4 separate regions of the Mus musculus genome follow, and regions 1, 2 and 4 are each linked to region 3. The links are chromatin contacts, called in public HiChIP or PLAC-seq maps. All regions are on one chromosome and are shown on one strand. Each heading gives the region's core, a stretch centred on a gene start, on an enhancer-like site or on the middle of the called end of the contact. The rest is flanking DNA. Distances are from core to core; before and after follow the strand shown. Region 1 overlaps Arhgef17 (Rho guanine nucleotide exchange factor (GEF) 17). Region 2 holds the start of Lipt2 (lipoyl(octanoyl) transferase 2 (putative)). Region 3 holds the start of Ucp2 (uncoupling protein 2 (mitochondrial, proton carrier)). Region 4 overlaps Relt (RELT tumor necrosis factor receptor).

Region 1 (3,338 bases), core at 564-3,063, 400 kb before region 3:
CAGACAGCATCACAGGAAGAAAGAAAGCCCACCCGCCGTTTGCTCGGTGTGCAGACGGCCTCAAGTTCAATCTTCAGTACCGGTAGCAAAACTTAAAGGTGCTAGGGACAAACTAAGTTGGTGCATTACCTGTGTGGCATACACAAGACCCTGGATCCAAGCGGGGGCATGCTACAAACCAGGCACGGTAGTGCATGCCTGTAGTCCCAGAACTGGGAAGGTGCTTACAGAGGAGTCAGTTCAGGGTCCTCCTCCACTACATGGCCCTTAGGCTACATGAGACCTTGGGTGGGGGGGGTCCCTGGTATGGGTGCCAGGGTCCAACACCCTCTTCCGGTCTCCATAGACACCAAGCAGGTATACATGCAGGCAACACACTCATACATGTAGATTAAAAATATGCAAGTATTTTTTTTTAAGTTCCTTAGAATGGGGTGTGGAGTCTGGGCTAATGAAGCAGGGCTGGATAGAGGGATGCAGGGACCTCCACACTGAAAAGATGCTCAGAAATGTACCCATGCTGACTGGCCAAGGGGAAAAGCAAAGCTATTGAGACCAACCGTCTGTTACGTGTGTTCAGTGCCTTGGCTTACCAAGAACCCTTACCTCAGGGAGCCAGCAGTCTCCTGGGTGAAGGTGGGCATCAATCCATTATTACAGACTATCTGTGGTTAAGATAAGAAAACTGAAGATCTTGGAGAACACAGAACAGGCACATAACACCTACCTCGAAGACCGGAGGGCTTCCTAGAAGAGGTGACATTGTGTAGAGCAGTTGAGTGAAGACATTGGTTGCTAAGGAGAGGGAACGGGCTTAGGTCAAGGCCCCCAGGCAAGGGAGAGGTGACTTTTCTAGACACAGAGAGTTGGCTAGGGTGAAACAAAGAAGTGTGTAGGAGTGGGAACAAGGGTGAGCCTAGCTTGTGTGATCGAGGTTCATTAACTGCTCAGGAAATCCAGAGAGAACGGGTTGGAGAGAGGGAGTCAGATGCAAGCTTGGTGAGTGTGGGAACCCACAATGTTGAAGGAGGTGGAGCTAGTGAGGAGTAAGACACAGTATGGACCCCCTTCCTGGTGCCCAGTGGGATTTGGTGTCAAAGTTGTTTCTCACCACACCCCAGTCCTACTTAAATGGACCCTGGAGTAGATTCTAGCCTCGTCCTGGCATTTGTGGAAGGAGCCAGAAGATGGAGGATCACATTTAAACAAAAGCCAGGAAGTTGGTGGAGGGCAGATTTGGGGGTGGGGGTGGGGCTTTCCCAGTGAGGGTCTTGGGGAGAGGCACTGGAAGGGAACAGGACTGGAGCCAGGTAGAGAACACCTGGGGGAGATGGTGGTAGGGATAGGGGTGACTTAATGTGGGTGATTTGTGTGACAGCCTCTCTCTATCACACTCAAATCCCTCTCTCACTGGCTGGGGCCAGTGAGGTTTTCAGCCATCCCGTATTTGATACCTACATGGAACGGTGCCTGCGTCTGCCACACTGCAGTTGTTGATCAAGAAAGTCGCATTATTGTGAAAGATGGTGGGTCAGGCTCCTGGGTGTCAGGAATTGGGGATCTGTATGTGAGAGTGCACTTGACCCTACCCTACCCCCCCCCCCCCGGGCCTGTTCTATGCCAGCTCTATTCATCCATGGCTCCTGGGTGTAGATCTGTGTGTGCGCACTAGATACACTGTGGACGCGTCTTTATCCGCGAGTGTGTGTGACTTGTGTCCTGAGGCGGGGGTGCGAGGTCCCGAGGCACTGAGCCTGTTGCGGGAGAAGGGGCGGCGCGCAGAGGGCGGGACTCTCCCCCTGCGACGCCGCGCGCACTCCCTGCGCGGAGGAGGCCGCAGCGCCACCGCGGGCTGCGCCCTCACTGACGCTGCTACTCAAGCCGCCACCACCACCGCGGCGGGGCTAAGGCCCCCGAGGAGCGCGGGTGGGAGGGGGCCCTCCGACTCTGCGCAGTACCCGCCCCGGCGGCAGCCCGGCCGCATGCTTCAGATGGTGAAGACCCTGGCCCAGTTCACCATCGCGCTGGAAGACATGCGCGATCTGGGCTCGGCCGCCGCCTCCGGGGAGTCCGCCGGGGGCGGGGACGGGGGCTCTGACACCGCGGAGGAGCCGGGGGAGGCCCAGGTACTGGGAGGGGGAGGGGCAGCCGGGAACTTGGGTCTTGGCCTAGGATGCTGCAGACCCAGGAGATGGGGTAGCGTAGGCCGATGCTGGAGAACAGGGCCTGGAACTTAGCTCAGAAACCAGGACCTGCCTGCCTGTCAGTGCCCGGGTTGAGGAGAGCTGACCTCAGATGTAGGCAGAGAGATTGATGAGCCTCCTCCCCATGGCCAACCGGCACAGCCAACTCTGGCTGCACTAGTTGGGTTGGCAGGGTCAAGGCCCAAGACAGTACTCTCTTGTCAAATGGGTCAGGTGAAAGCAGATTTGTTCCTGGGACACCTTGGGTCCCCAGGAAAGCCAGATTTACAACCTCCCTCAGGGTTGAAGGGCCCCAACTGCACCACCACTTTGCCACTGGGACCCTGGGGCCTGTCCCCATCTCTGCCTCCAGTGGCCTTTCTGGAAACTGGAGGAGGCTGGGACCAGGGATGCTGCCTTGTTTTTGTGTTTGTCTGGGCCCTGACTCTGTTCCGTGCTATGGGCACAATGGGGACTAGGCCTAATCCGGGTACTGTACTGTGTTTTGCATACGTGTCTCCAATGCTCCAGGAGTCTGGGCAAAAGGGCCTACCTCGCAGCTGGATAACTAGGCTTCATTTTTGTCTTGATGTGGGGCATCTGGCCTTCATAGCCTCTCTATGAATCTTTCTTCACGCTGTCTTTGGGTTTAATGACAGGAGAGTCCCCCTTACCAAGTTCCTGCCGTGTCCACCTTCCCACGGGCCCCCTTGGTCCCCATGCCAGGGTCCTGTCTGTGGCTACTGAAGGGTTAGGGGATCCCGAGGGAAGCAGGCTGAAGGGCTGGCCAGCCTGGAACAGGTGGGCCTGCCGATCTGGTTGACAGCTGCTTTGTCCCTCCATCTCCTGCTTCCCCTGTCCCCCGCCCCCCTGCACTGCTCCCGTGTCCGGACACGTGCAGAGGGTGCTCCACGCAGTGACAAGGAGCTGGCCTTGTTTTCTGTGCGTTACCTGACAGCTGAATGACAGCCCACTGTGCTTTGCAGTGGGGAGGAGGCCGGGAGAGGCGGCTGCATTGCAGCGTCAGCTCCCTCTACCCCCAGTCTCCCGGCCAACCGGCTCAGTGCCAGCCCTCCCCCTCAGGAAACTTCTCTGACCATGACCCAGGTTGGGGGTGGCTGGCCAGTGAGTGTGGGCAGGGGACAGTAGCAGTGT
Region 2 (3,187 bases), core at 243-2,742, 330 kb after region 3:
AGATACAACTGATACAATTGCTGTTAGCACTGAAAAAGTAGCAAGTAATTAGGAAATGGCAGTTGATAATAACACTGGAGTGTCTCCATTAACAGGTGTTAATGGTCATGGGGATGCTTTAGGTAGCCTGTGACTTTTCATAGTATTTTCATAATGTCGTCTGAGGTAGGTGAGGAGATACAGGGAGCAATTGCTCAGGGCCTGTCATGGTCAGTGAATCAGAGTAGTTCTGGGGACTCAGTCAGACTAGCAATTGCTCAGGGCCTGTCATGGTCAGTGAATCAGAGTAGTTCTGGGGACTCAGTCAGACTAGAAGCTTTCTATTGTAGAACCATCATCCCAAGGATAAGGTGAATGAATGTCCTTCAGCTGGGGCTGTCCTCAGAGATTAACGTGCACTTGAAAGTCTCCTTGAATGCCACAAGGAATGATGGCATTACTTCATCCACAGTGACAAGTCTTTGAAGCGCCTCACTCAGGGAAGTGACTCCAGTTCCAACCAGTCCACAAGGCACAATGTGCTCAAACCATGTGAGGTCGGTTGAACAGTTCAGAGCCAAGCCGTGGGACGTGATGTGTCTTCCACAGCGGACTCCTGCAAGACAAGCCAAAATATCTTAGCATAGTTATACTTCCCTTCTTTGGGAGCCTCAGGATCCCTCTGGGGCTGAAAGGTAAGGAGGCCTGGGCACAATCCCTTGAAACTTGGATGGAACACTGACTGGATCTGGGGGCTAAGTCAATGGCGGTGGGGGCTGTGGTTACACATCAGCTGCCCTTATTTTCGAGATTCGTTTAACACAAGAATTGCGTTTGCATTGGAAGTTTTAAATTTTGGCATCCTGTCTCCCGTTATGAGTCACAGGAAGAAACCTGGCAATTCATACTGAACTAGAGGACTCTTTTGTCTCAGCTCCATGAGGGAGGTCAGTGGCTCATGCCCAGAGTTCATGTCCAGCCCAGCGCTCCCCGATGTTAGCCCTGCCCAGGCTCCGCCCCGGTCCCGCCCCGGCGCGCTCACCGATCGCGCAGATCTTGCGCTCCCCCAGCCAGACGCCAGTGTAGGGCGGCGGCCGCGCGCGGGCGCCCTGCAGGCCCCGAAGTTCGCACAGTCGCACGGCGCACGCCTCCAGCGCCGCCACGTGGGTGCGCAGGCGCAGGCCTAGGAGCCGCAAGTCAAGCACCGGGTGGCAGAGCAACTGGCCCGGGCCGTGGAAAGTGGCCAGGCCGCCGCGGCCGGTGGCGCGCACCTCGGCGCCCAAGGCCCTCAGCCGCGTAGTCTCCTCGGGTGTCAGGCCACCGCGTAGCCCGCCCGTGTATACGGGCCCCGCTGGCTCGCAGACCAAGAGCACACCCGCTTTGGTCCCCGACAGGGTCCCAGGGCGAGGGTCTGCCTGTAGCCGCCGTAGCCAATGCTCCTGCAACGCCAGCAGCTCCGAGTAGTGCACCCGACCAAGCCAAACGAGCCGGACCACAGGCAGCGACATCGCGCGGGAGGCGGCGTGCGTGGGCCACGCCTTCTGGCGGGTCTCGGGGCGGGGACTCTGGGCCACGCCCCTGAGCTTCAGCCCGAGTGGAGCTTCAGTTCCCGCCTACCTGTGTGACCCGAAGTCCAGGCAGGATTGGTCTTAACCACCCATTCATTCCAATAATCATTTTTTAGTATGTTCTGTGTTCTGCAGGAACTTGGACCGTGCAGTGTAGAGTATTTGAGAAACGAAGATCCAACCCTGGAAGCTTAGGTGTTCACAGCTGACAAGCTAATATTAAAGTTTTTTTTTTTGACAATATTCAGAAATTGTCTTTCTGTTTCACCATGTAAATTCTTTTTTTTAATTTAATTAATTTATTTATTACGTATTTTCCTCAATGATGGAAAGAAAAACAGAATTCAGTAATATGTTGAGTTCCTCGAAAACTGAAAGGGAGACTAGTGTGCAAAGAGGTTTATTGTGGATCGGTGTGGGACGTAGCAGGTACTTCAAGATATATAAGACTTGAAAGAAACAGGATTAGGCAGAAGCTGTAGTTGAGCAGAGAAATAGTTGCATTAGATTCTTTCCTTAGCTATCCCCCAGGAATGCTCCGAGTCTGGCCTGACCCATTAGAATTATTCTAGATTAAAGCAAATGGGACATCCTACATAGATGGGTCACAAAAACAAGCTACTCCTGGGAAGGCACCGTTACCTTTGTAGGAGTTGCTTCCATTATGAAGCCCTGATCTCTGAAGGGAGCTCCAGCTTGAGTCATCATACAACCCAGTCCCAGAAGCCGAGGGAAGGACAGGGGACGGGAAGCCAGAATATCAAGATTAATTGTGATTAATTGGCCCAGAAACCCTTCCTGACCTGAGCTTTATACAACAGAGAATGTGCCAGAAAAGTCCCCAGAACTACAATTTGGAGAGGTAGATGTCTTATCAAAGTCTTATAAAGGGTCCTGAGCCCTCAGTCCCCAAGGCTTTTACTTAGCCCACTAGCTCACGCCCATTCTTGGGAGTGTTTTTCTTTTTTTAATAACCAGCCCCTGTTTCTAACCACACTGTGTGTCTCTGGTGTGGTATTCTAACCTGGGACATAATCTCAGATCTGCACTGACCACTAATTTTTTCCCCTTTTCTTTATTTCCTTTTCAGATATCGGCCTAAAGCCTGAGCCTACATCGTTGCACTGTGGACTTTCTCACTCTCTGAACCCCTCCACCTCTGCCATGCAGGTTCTCCCCTCCCTCCTCCATCACAGAAGATCCTCCTGCCTCTGCCTCCTACGTGCTGGGATGGACTTTGACTGTTAATAGCTCCAGTAACACTGAGTGTGGGTGGGCCAGGAAGCAGAAAGAGGAAGAACAGAATACCAACCAGAGTGAGGCTCAATGCCAAGAATTAATAAGGCGGACAGACTGGCATGGGCAAACATATATAATAGCAGGTTTCAGAGCGGATGACAAAAGTTATTGTGAGTCATCAACATGGGGATGTGGTTTAAAAAATAAACATTGAGATAGCTCCAGGCTCTGGGAGAAGAAGAGACATTGGGAAACCCTGTTCCAGAGCACCTAAATCTTATTAATAATTCCGTGTAGGGTGGGGAAAGTAACTGCAGCGATTTGGTTCCTGCACAAGATGAACTCAGTGTTCCTGCTGAATACTTGTCCTGGTGTGAAGCAGAATAAGGAGGAAAGCCAGG
Region 3 (3,398 bases), core at 653-3,152:
TGCTGCCAGATCAAAAACATGTGGCTCAGCTGCCAGTTGCTGCCAGATCAAAAACATGTGGCTCAGCTGCCATTGTGAATGCAGCGTAGGGTTTGCCAAAGGTCGGGTCCTCGAGGGTTGGGACCAGAGGCAAAGATCACCTGTACTAAAGGTTTCTATGACTAAAACGCAGGCCTAGAAAGATAATCCTGTCAGGCACGGTCTGCATCTAAAGCTCCAGGGCAGCCGAAGAGAGGTCCTGAGATCCCGACCCAAAATGAACCAACAAAAACAGAATCCACTTTATAGGACCGGACAACCACTGGAGGCAATAAAAAAACAACACCCAATTTCTAATCTCATTCACAGGGACATCAAAAGCTAGGACAAAAGAAAAAAAAAAAAAAGAATGGAAGCTCAGACCAGCAAGATGGCTCAGTGGGTAAGGGTGCTTGCCATTGGGACACAGATGGTAGGAGGCCTGAGTTGTCTTCTGACCTTCATGTGCGTGCCACAGCACCCGTGTGCCTTTACATAAACGTGCATGCACACACATGCACACGTGAGCACACACGTGAGCACACATACACACCACATACACACACACCATAACACACACACACACACACACACACACACACACACACACACCATAAGCTTCTGCCCCAGCTCTGCTGTTGACTGCCAAGGCCACCTGGAACCAGTCCCCACCCCACTCAGGTTCTCCCCTTATACACTGGGGTCCGCCATCTTTACGGGCCAGAAGGTGATCAGGGATGAAGAAGGGGATTGCTGAGCTGTGAAGAGGCTCTCATCAGGGTGGGAGGAGGGGAATTTTTATTGTCTTGCTGAGCAGCCCTAGGCCCCAGGCCTGAGAGAAGGCTTCCTTAGCCGGGACTCCTTACCTGGAGGCTGCTTTGAGGTCTCAGGCTGAGGCCTCCAAGGTCAAGCTTCTCTAAAGGTGTCTCGTTCTTCAAAGCTGCCGGTGGCTACCATGGCCCGATCCCCTCGATTTTCCATAGAAAATGGCTGGGAGACGAAACACTTAAAGTTCATACTATTGTGTCCTGTGGGGGAGAGGAAGGAAGCCAAGTTTAGAAAGGAAGATTGTCTTTGCAGGACCACCGCCCTGCAAGGAAGGGTCATCTGTCACACAAGTCCTTTCAGACAGCCTTGCTGGGAGGGACCCATGCAAGGCTCAGTTCTCACTCAGAGCAGCCAGGGTCTAGGGGAAGAACTCAGGAGTCTTTACTCCCACACGTTGGCTCACTTCCAAATTTGTTTCTCAGACAGTTATGTAGACAGGCAGCTGTGCTGTGCCTGGGGGATACAGTCACAAAACTGTTGAGTGGAGCATTATATCTATTTGTGTTGAATCAGGATAAGGCAGGTCCAGTCTCCCTGTGTCCCTACTTCCACCTCCGGCAGGCAGCCACATAAGATAGTGTAACAAAGGCCAAACAAACTCCAAGGCTCCTCCAGGCACAAACAACCCTTGATACAAGAACAGGCTTTAGGGCACATGGCCCAGAGCCTCCTGGTGACAGTCATTCTGATCTTCGCTGACGTGAAAGCCCCTTCCCCCACCCCGCCCGGGTCAGGCTGGGAACATCGAGGCTGAGGGGAAGAAGTAAAGAGATGAAGGTTTTAACCTTCGACCAACTGGACGTCAGAGGCAAATAACAAAGGGCGTATTTAGGAGGAAAGAAACCTAGAGAGGGCAAATTAGGACTCCAGGGAAGGGAAAAGAAAGAGAAAAGACAGATGGAGTGGGAGAGAGCAGGTGCGGCCAGCGAAGGGATGGGGCACGCTCACCGGACCGCAGGAGAACACAGGAGTGCAGAAGGCTGTGTCCGACGGCGGGAGAGTGGTGGCTGCCCAGGAAGCTGGCGACCCGACGACACCGAGGGCGGAACTGACAGTAGCTGCGAACCCGCGCCTACAGAACTTAAGTCTAGAGGGCGTGGTCGGGGCGTGGCGTGACGAGGCGGAGCCAGGGCGGCCCACGCCCCCGGGTGAGGAGGCGTTTCCATCTGTGGTTGCCTGAAACCCCTAGGTCCCCCCAGAGGCTCCAGTCTCAGATCTTCCCCTTCTATTCCCGGGGCAGACAATCTCTTTGTGAGGACAGGCAGACTGACTGGCCAGCTGCTCTGGATCGCGACCCCTTACCCCTTCAAGTCTCCCCTCCCCCTCCCTGCAAGGCACCTGGGGACCGGGCGGAGCGCGGGCTTCGGGGACCGGAACAAACCCGGGTGTGGTGACGGGGCAAGGCTGGCGTTCCCGCCTTCTGCCGCTCCCAGTCAGGTCCCGGGGGACACTGGCACCTAACGGCTGGAGTGGGGCGAGAACACCTGGCCTCCCCTCCCCTCTGCACCGAGTGCAGCCAGGCTGGCGCCCCGCAAGGAAGAGGGCAGGGCAGAGCCTCGCCTGTTGCACTCCAGCCCAGCGAGGACAAACTCAGCAGGTGGACGGGACCTCAGCGAGATAATGGCCACGTAGGAGTGGGGGACGTGAAAGCAATACTTGGGCCCTGTGTCGGGGACTAACGTGCATTGTGGGGGTAGGAAGCAGGTCTCAATTTGCCTCAATTTGTGTTCAAGCTTTGGTACTCTCCGTCGGTTTCTTCTTTTGTTTTTATCCTCCTTAGCCCCGGAGTTTTAAGAGATTAGATCAGGGCGTGGAACCCTTTTTGCTTGCCTAGGAATTAGGCGCCCAAGAGCAGGAAGCCGGGGACCAGGGGTCCGAATATACTATAATAGAAGCTCAAGTAGGTTTGGGCTGCTGTGGAAAGTGCAGTGGGAGGAGGGGGCTGGGTGAACGTTTGTGGAAAGCAATTACTATGCATCAGGTAGGCGGCGCAGGCACCTAACGATAATCTTTCCAGGTCATCATTAACCATTATTTTCCAGAACAAGAAAGTGTGAGAGGCCCCAGACCTTAATAGGACCCCAGACCTTAGCACATCTGACTCCATGATGGAAGTACCATTCAACTGTAAAACTCAGCACACAGACAGAACCATCAATGTCCATCGTTCTGGAAAAATCTCTAAATGTACTGATCTTACCTTTTGGCTTCTGTGGTTCCACTACTGGCTAACTTGTTTTGTTAGCTGAAGTATGTCACCCTAAAACATGGGTTTTGTGCTTAAAAACGTACCCAGGAAAGGATCCTGAACACCCAGTGTGGCTTTATTAGCCAGCTGGCTTACTTTAAACAAGACTAGATAAAATAAACCTTCACTATCAAGTGGCAAAACCCCATAGCTGGTGGGTGGATAGTGATCCCAACATAGCTGGTGGTGATCTTACAAAGCTGACAGTACTCTACTCTGCCCATTGCTCACTCGCAATGCACCCAATAAACCACTCTTTTAAAAAATTGGTGAAGGGGCTGGTGAGATGGCTCCGTGGGTAAGA
Region 4 (3,289 bases), core at 487-2,986, 350 kb before region 3:
ATCCTGACCCCCAGGAGAACCGCTATGTGGTCCGGCTAAGTGAAAGCAACCTGGTCATCTGATGGGCTGTCTAGAATTAGACACTCTGCCCTGTCCTGGGAGGTTCTGAAGGCTTCCTGCAGGAGGGAGAGCTGCAGCTGGGACTGAGGACCAAGATGCAAAGGCCAAGTCCTGGAGGTGGGACCGTCCGCCCCACTGAGGAGGCAGCCTGCGGCACAGCACGTGAGCAGGAGATCAAGAGCCCACCCTATCCCTGCAGTCCCGGTTACTTCCATGCAGGGTGCTGTAACCCTGTGCCTGCCCTGAACACATCATAGGAGCCCTCTGTCCCTTAGAGGTCTGGTTTGGTGGAGGAGTGGTATCTGTACCTGGCCCCAAGCTTGTGCCTTGGGAACTAGCCACTCTTGCCCATGTCCTGGACCCTGGATGTGACTCCCTCTCTTCTGGCAGGCCCTATAGAGGGAAGGGGTAGCAAAGAGCCCTGTACTGGTGGCAGAGTACCTGGGTTCCAATCCTGGGCTTATCCCTAGGTACGTAGGGGAGGAGAACTCAGTTCCCAGGACCTCTCCAGCTCTTTGCAGATTCTGGGCTGAGTCCTGTTGGGGGGAGCTTGACTTTGCTACCCTCCCATTAGTAGCTTTATCTGGCCTGTTTTTGCTGCTTCCTGGGCCTTGGCCTTCATGGCTCCCATGGGACTGTCTATTATGGTGATGCCTTCAGAAGGGGTTTAATGCATGTGCCTGCCCCTACCCTGCTATTTTTAATGAAACTGAAAAATGACTTGACTTGGACAGGGCTCTCTGGTGCAGAGCCTCAGTCCACCCTGCTGCCCTCAAGCTCTGGAGCTGTGGGAAGAGGAGACAGGCAGGCTAGGGAGTGCCTGTGGCCTGTGGTTTTCAATGCCCCTGTGGTACAGTATCTGCCTGAGTTTTGGGTAGCAGGGGTGACTGCCAATCCAGCCTGTCTTAGTCTCTGCTCTGGCTCAGTGCCTCGTTATTTATGTGGGGCCGTGCAGGCGCGGGGCCCACTGCCCATCCCATTTCTTATTTATTGAAACCTGCTGTTGCCCTGCCCCTACATCTCCAGCCCCACACACTTGAGTAATAAAAGGTGGAAAATGTCGTCATGAGGTGCTTCCTTTCCCCGTATCCTCTCTGAAAACTGCTCACCTCCAGGGCCCTGCCAGGTGTGCACACATCGTCCTCCCCCTCATCAGCACCTTCCTCTGAAACCAGGGAAATAGGCAGAGGTGGCTCCTCGTCTCATCCTCACCGAGGTCCCCAGAGGCCAGGTTCCCCAATAGAAATACAGGCTGAGCCATATGTGTGATTGAATGTGTTCCCATAGTCATTCCAAAAAGTTGTCTAAAAAAGGGTAAACTTAGTATTTTTAACCAAGTATATCCAGAATATTTTCATTGCAATATAAAATCATTATGAAAATTATGAACGAGCTTTTTTTCTGTTTAGAATCTTATGTATTTTACATGTGTTGACATGAACTAATTATTTCAAGGGCACAAGAAGCATGTGGTGAGTGGGAGTGGCCACAGCTGGAGAGGAAGCAGCAGTTACACAGAAGCTCACAGTGTGGGAGGGGTGTGATCCATGAGATGGGGACAACATGTGCAAAGGACAGACCAGGAAGTGGCTGGAGGGGCCTCACAGTGGTTAGGAAGAGGCAAAGCCTCGGCCTGTTTGGTCACAATGCAAAGCAGAAACACCCAGAACAGGAAGTTGTTATAGCTGTCTGGGTAACAAGTAACAGGGAAACAGAAGGACCCAAGAGATTCCTAGGGCAGACCTGCTGGAACTCCTTCTGGGATGTGAGATAGGGAACACCTAATGGTGTCCAAGGTGTTTTGATATGAAGCCCTGGAGCTCTTAGGAGACAGATCTGAGTGACAAGAATATCTTACACTCAGATGGGCATTTACAACTAGGCAGAGAGGGTCCATGTTTTAGGGCAGATCCCAGGGCCTGCAGTAAGAAGCCATCAGGGTCCTGGTGGCCAAGAATGGATGTAGAATTTGGGGAAAGTTGGCTGAGAGGCTAGGAAGGCTGTCATGCCCCAGGGAATGGACAGGGTCTTTGTGAGTTTCCTAAGGGATGTGGTGAGAGCTGGACCAATACCAGGTAAATCAGGAGACACCATCCCATACCAAAGTTGCCATGGCCAGTGGGACCTTAAGTTAGGGTTTTGTCAGTGTGTGGTACACTATTTAACATGGGAAGGAGTGACACATGCAAACACTACTGGAGCTAGTAGTGGAAGCCTAGCCTGTAAGAGGAGACCAGGTGGCTTCACTGAGGACAGAAATCTGGGCAGAAACCAAGGTAGGTGGCTGGCCTAGCAGTGGCAGGAAAGGAGGGAAGAAAAAAAGCCACTGTTAACAAATGGGCAGACATTTTAAAAGCCCACATATCCCTGCTTCTTCCCACATCCTTTGGGTATAGGATACTCTGGGACTTTTGTGAACTGGGAGTAGACAGGGTCTCCTGTGTGTCCAAGGAAATGATCCCTATGGCTGCAGGATGCAGCACATTTGGCATCCATTTACTTCATGTATCTCAGGGTTTGGCTATTCTAATTTGCCTATCCCTTCAGCCAGCCAACTCATGGACCCCACTTAGTACTTAGGATTTGGATAACAGCCAATTGGGTGGCACGTGAAGATAAGAGTGTGTCCTGGAGAGTGAGGCAGGAGGTGGCATCCCAGCCATTCTCTGGGAAAGCTAGATTAGAGACACATTCAGATATCCGCAGGGTGGAGACACCATGTTCAGGCTTCCAGGCTGGTTAGGAGATCTCTCTCACTATAAGCACTTCTCTACCCTGCTCCTGCTTGCTGAGAGAATGGCTTGTTTCATTTGCTTCTTGTGTCATTAACCTCCCAACATCAAAGATATGATGCAGGTGTGTGATATTTTTGGTCTCCACAGCCTCACCTTCCCTTGGAAACGTTCCTACAAATCCCTGCAGCTCTTTTCAGTGGGTGGAGGTGGGAGTTGGAGGGAAGAACAAGTAGGGTCCAATCTCTAGCTCTCTGCCCACTTCTAGAAAATAGCCCTGCCATTGTGACATAGAAATGAGCCTAAGATGTTCTATCCTGTCTCAGATAAGGTATCCTCTCCTCCCTTAATCAGGCCCACAATGGATCATGGTCAGAACGAAAGGCTGGGAGGATGTCAGGAGGGGAAGTGAGGCTTGGTGTAACACTTTCCACTGTAGCACAGCCTAAAGGAGCACTGGTCCAGCAGGTGGCCTCTGGCAATACACGCCCCATGGA

What was found. HiChIP or PLAC-seq counts read pairs in DNA pulled down with a chosen protein or histone mark.
Region 1: an H3K4me3 HiChIP or PLAC-seq map of pro-B cells shows a contact between it and region 3, with 3 times the contacts expected there. The contact joins the enhancer-like site here to the promoter of Ucp2 in region 3. A contact is called at or near these places in 3 of 39 promoter capture datasets (the C10 cell line and liver), 1 of 15 datasets of contacts at CTCF or cohesin (large pre-B cells), 8 of 115 datasets of contacts at active chromatin or transcription factors (acute myeloid leukemia, embryonic basal ganglia, embryonic forebrain and 5 more) and 2 of 9 other capture datasets (adipose tissue and pancreatic islet).
Region 2: a contact with region 3 is called in an H3K4me3 HiChIP or PLAC-seq map of the SCID.adh cell line, with 15 read pairs. The contact joins the promoter of Lipt2 here to the promoter of Ucp2 in region 3. A contact is called at or near these places in 1 of 484 Hi-C or Micro-C datasets (embryonic stem cells), 5 of 115 datasets of contacts at active chromatin or transcription factors (the SCID.adh cell line, embryonic stem cells, extraembryonic endoderm stem cells and 2 more) and 1 of 9 other capture datasets (pancreatic islet).
Region 4: an H3K4me3 HiChIP or PLAC-seq map of bone marrow-derived macrophages shows a contact between it and region 3, with 3 times the contacts expected there. The contact joins the enhancer-like site here to the promoter of Ucp2 in region 3. A contact is called at or near these places in 2 of 39 promoter capture datasets (the HPC-7 cell line, HPC-7-derived erythroid cells and embryonic stem cells), 3 of 484 Hi-C or Micro-C datasets (CD8 T cells and natural killer cells), 13 of 115 datasets of contacts at active chromatin or transcription factors (the 230-238 cell line, acute myeloid leukemia, bone marrow-derived dendritic cells and 10 more) and 2 of 9 other capture datasets (adipose tissue and pancreatic islet).

The regions. Positions count from the first base shown.
Region 1 is chr7:100,893,231-100,896,568 of GRCm38.p6, reverse strand. The region is part of intron 1 of Arhgef17 (Rho guanine nucleotide exchange factor (GEF) 17); the gene reads left to right. Among named protein-coding and RNA genes, the nearest start is that of Mir3102, 12 kb to the right of the region's middle. Within about 2 kb of position 1,813, at least 124 of the 459 cell types and tissues checked have an H3K27ac peak or open chromatin away from gene starts, as enhancers often do. A contact at or near this core is called in embryonic basal ganglia, forebrain, pancreatic islet and 1 more, where this site is marked.
Region 2 is chr7:100,157,582-100,160,768 of GRCm38.p6, reverse strand. It overlaps Lipt2 (lipoyl(octanoyl) transferase 2 (putative)), which reads right to left and starts at 1,492. Exons shown (of 2, transcript NM_026010.2): 1 at 1,022-1,492; 2 at 1-595. The coding sequence starts at 1,487. The coding sequence ends at 366. Gm51452 (a long non-coding RNA gene) reads left to right here and starts at 593. Exons shown (of 2, transcript XR_003946658.1): 1 at 593-674; 2 at 2,638-3,187.
Region 3 is chr7:100,491,862-100,495,259 of GRCm38.p6, reverse strand. Ucp2 (uncoupling protein 2 (mitochondrial, proton carrier)) reads right to left here and starts at 1,902. Exons shown (of 8, transcript NM_011671.5): 1 at 1,795-1,902; 2 at 885-1,046.
Region 4 is chr7:100,844,003-100,847,291 of GRCm38.p6, reverse strand. It overlaps Relt (RELT tumor necrosis factor receptor), which reads left to right. Exons shown (of 11, transcript NM_177073.6): 11 at 15-1,444. The coding sequence ends at 62. Among named protein-coding and RNA genes, the nearest start is that of Relt, 18 kb to the left of the region's middle. Within about 2 kb of position 1,736, at least 128 of the 459 cell types and tissues checked have an H3K27ac peak or open chromatin away from gene starts, as enhancers often do. A contact at or near this core is called in the 230-238 cell line, CD8 T cells, the HPC-7 cell line and 7 more, where this site is marked.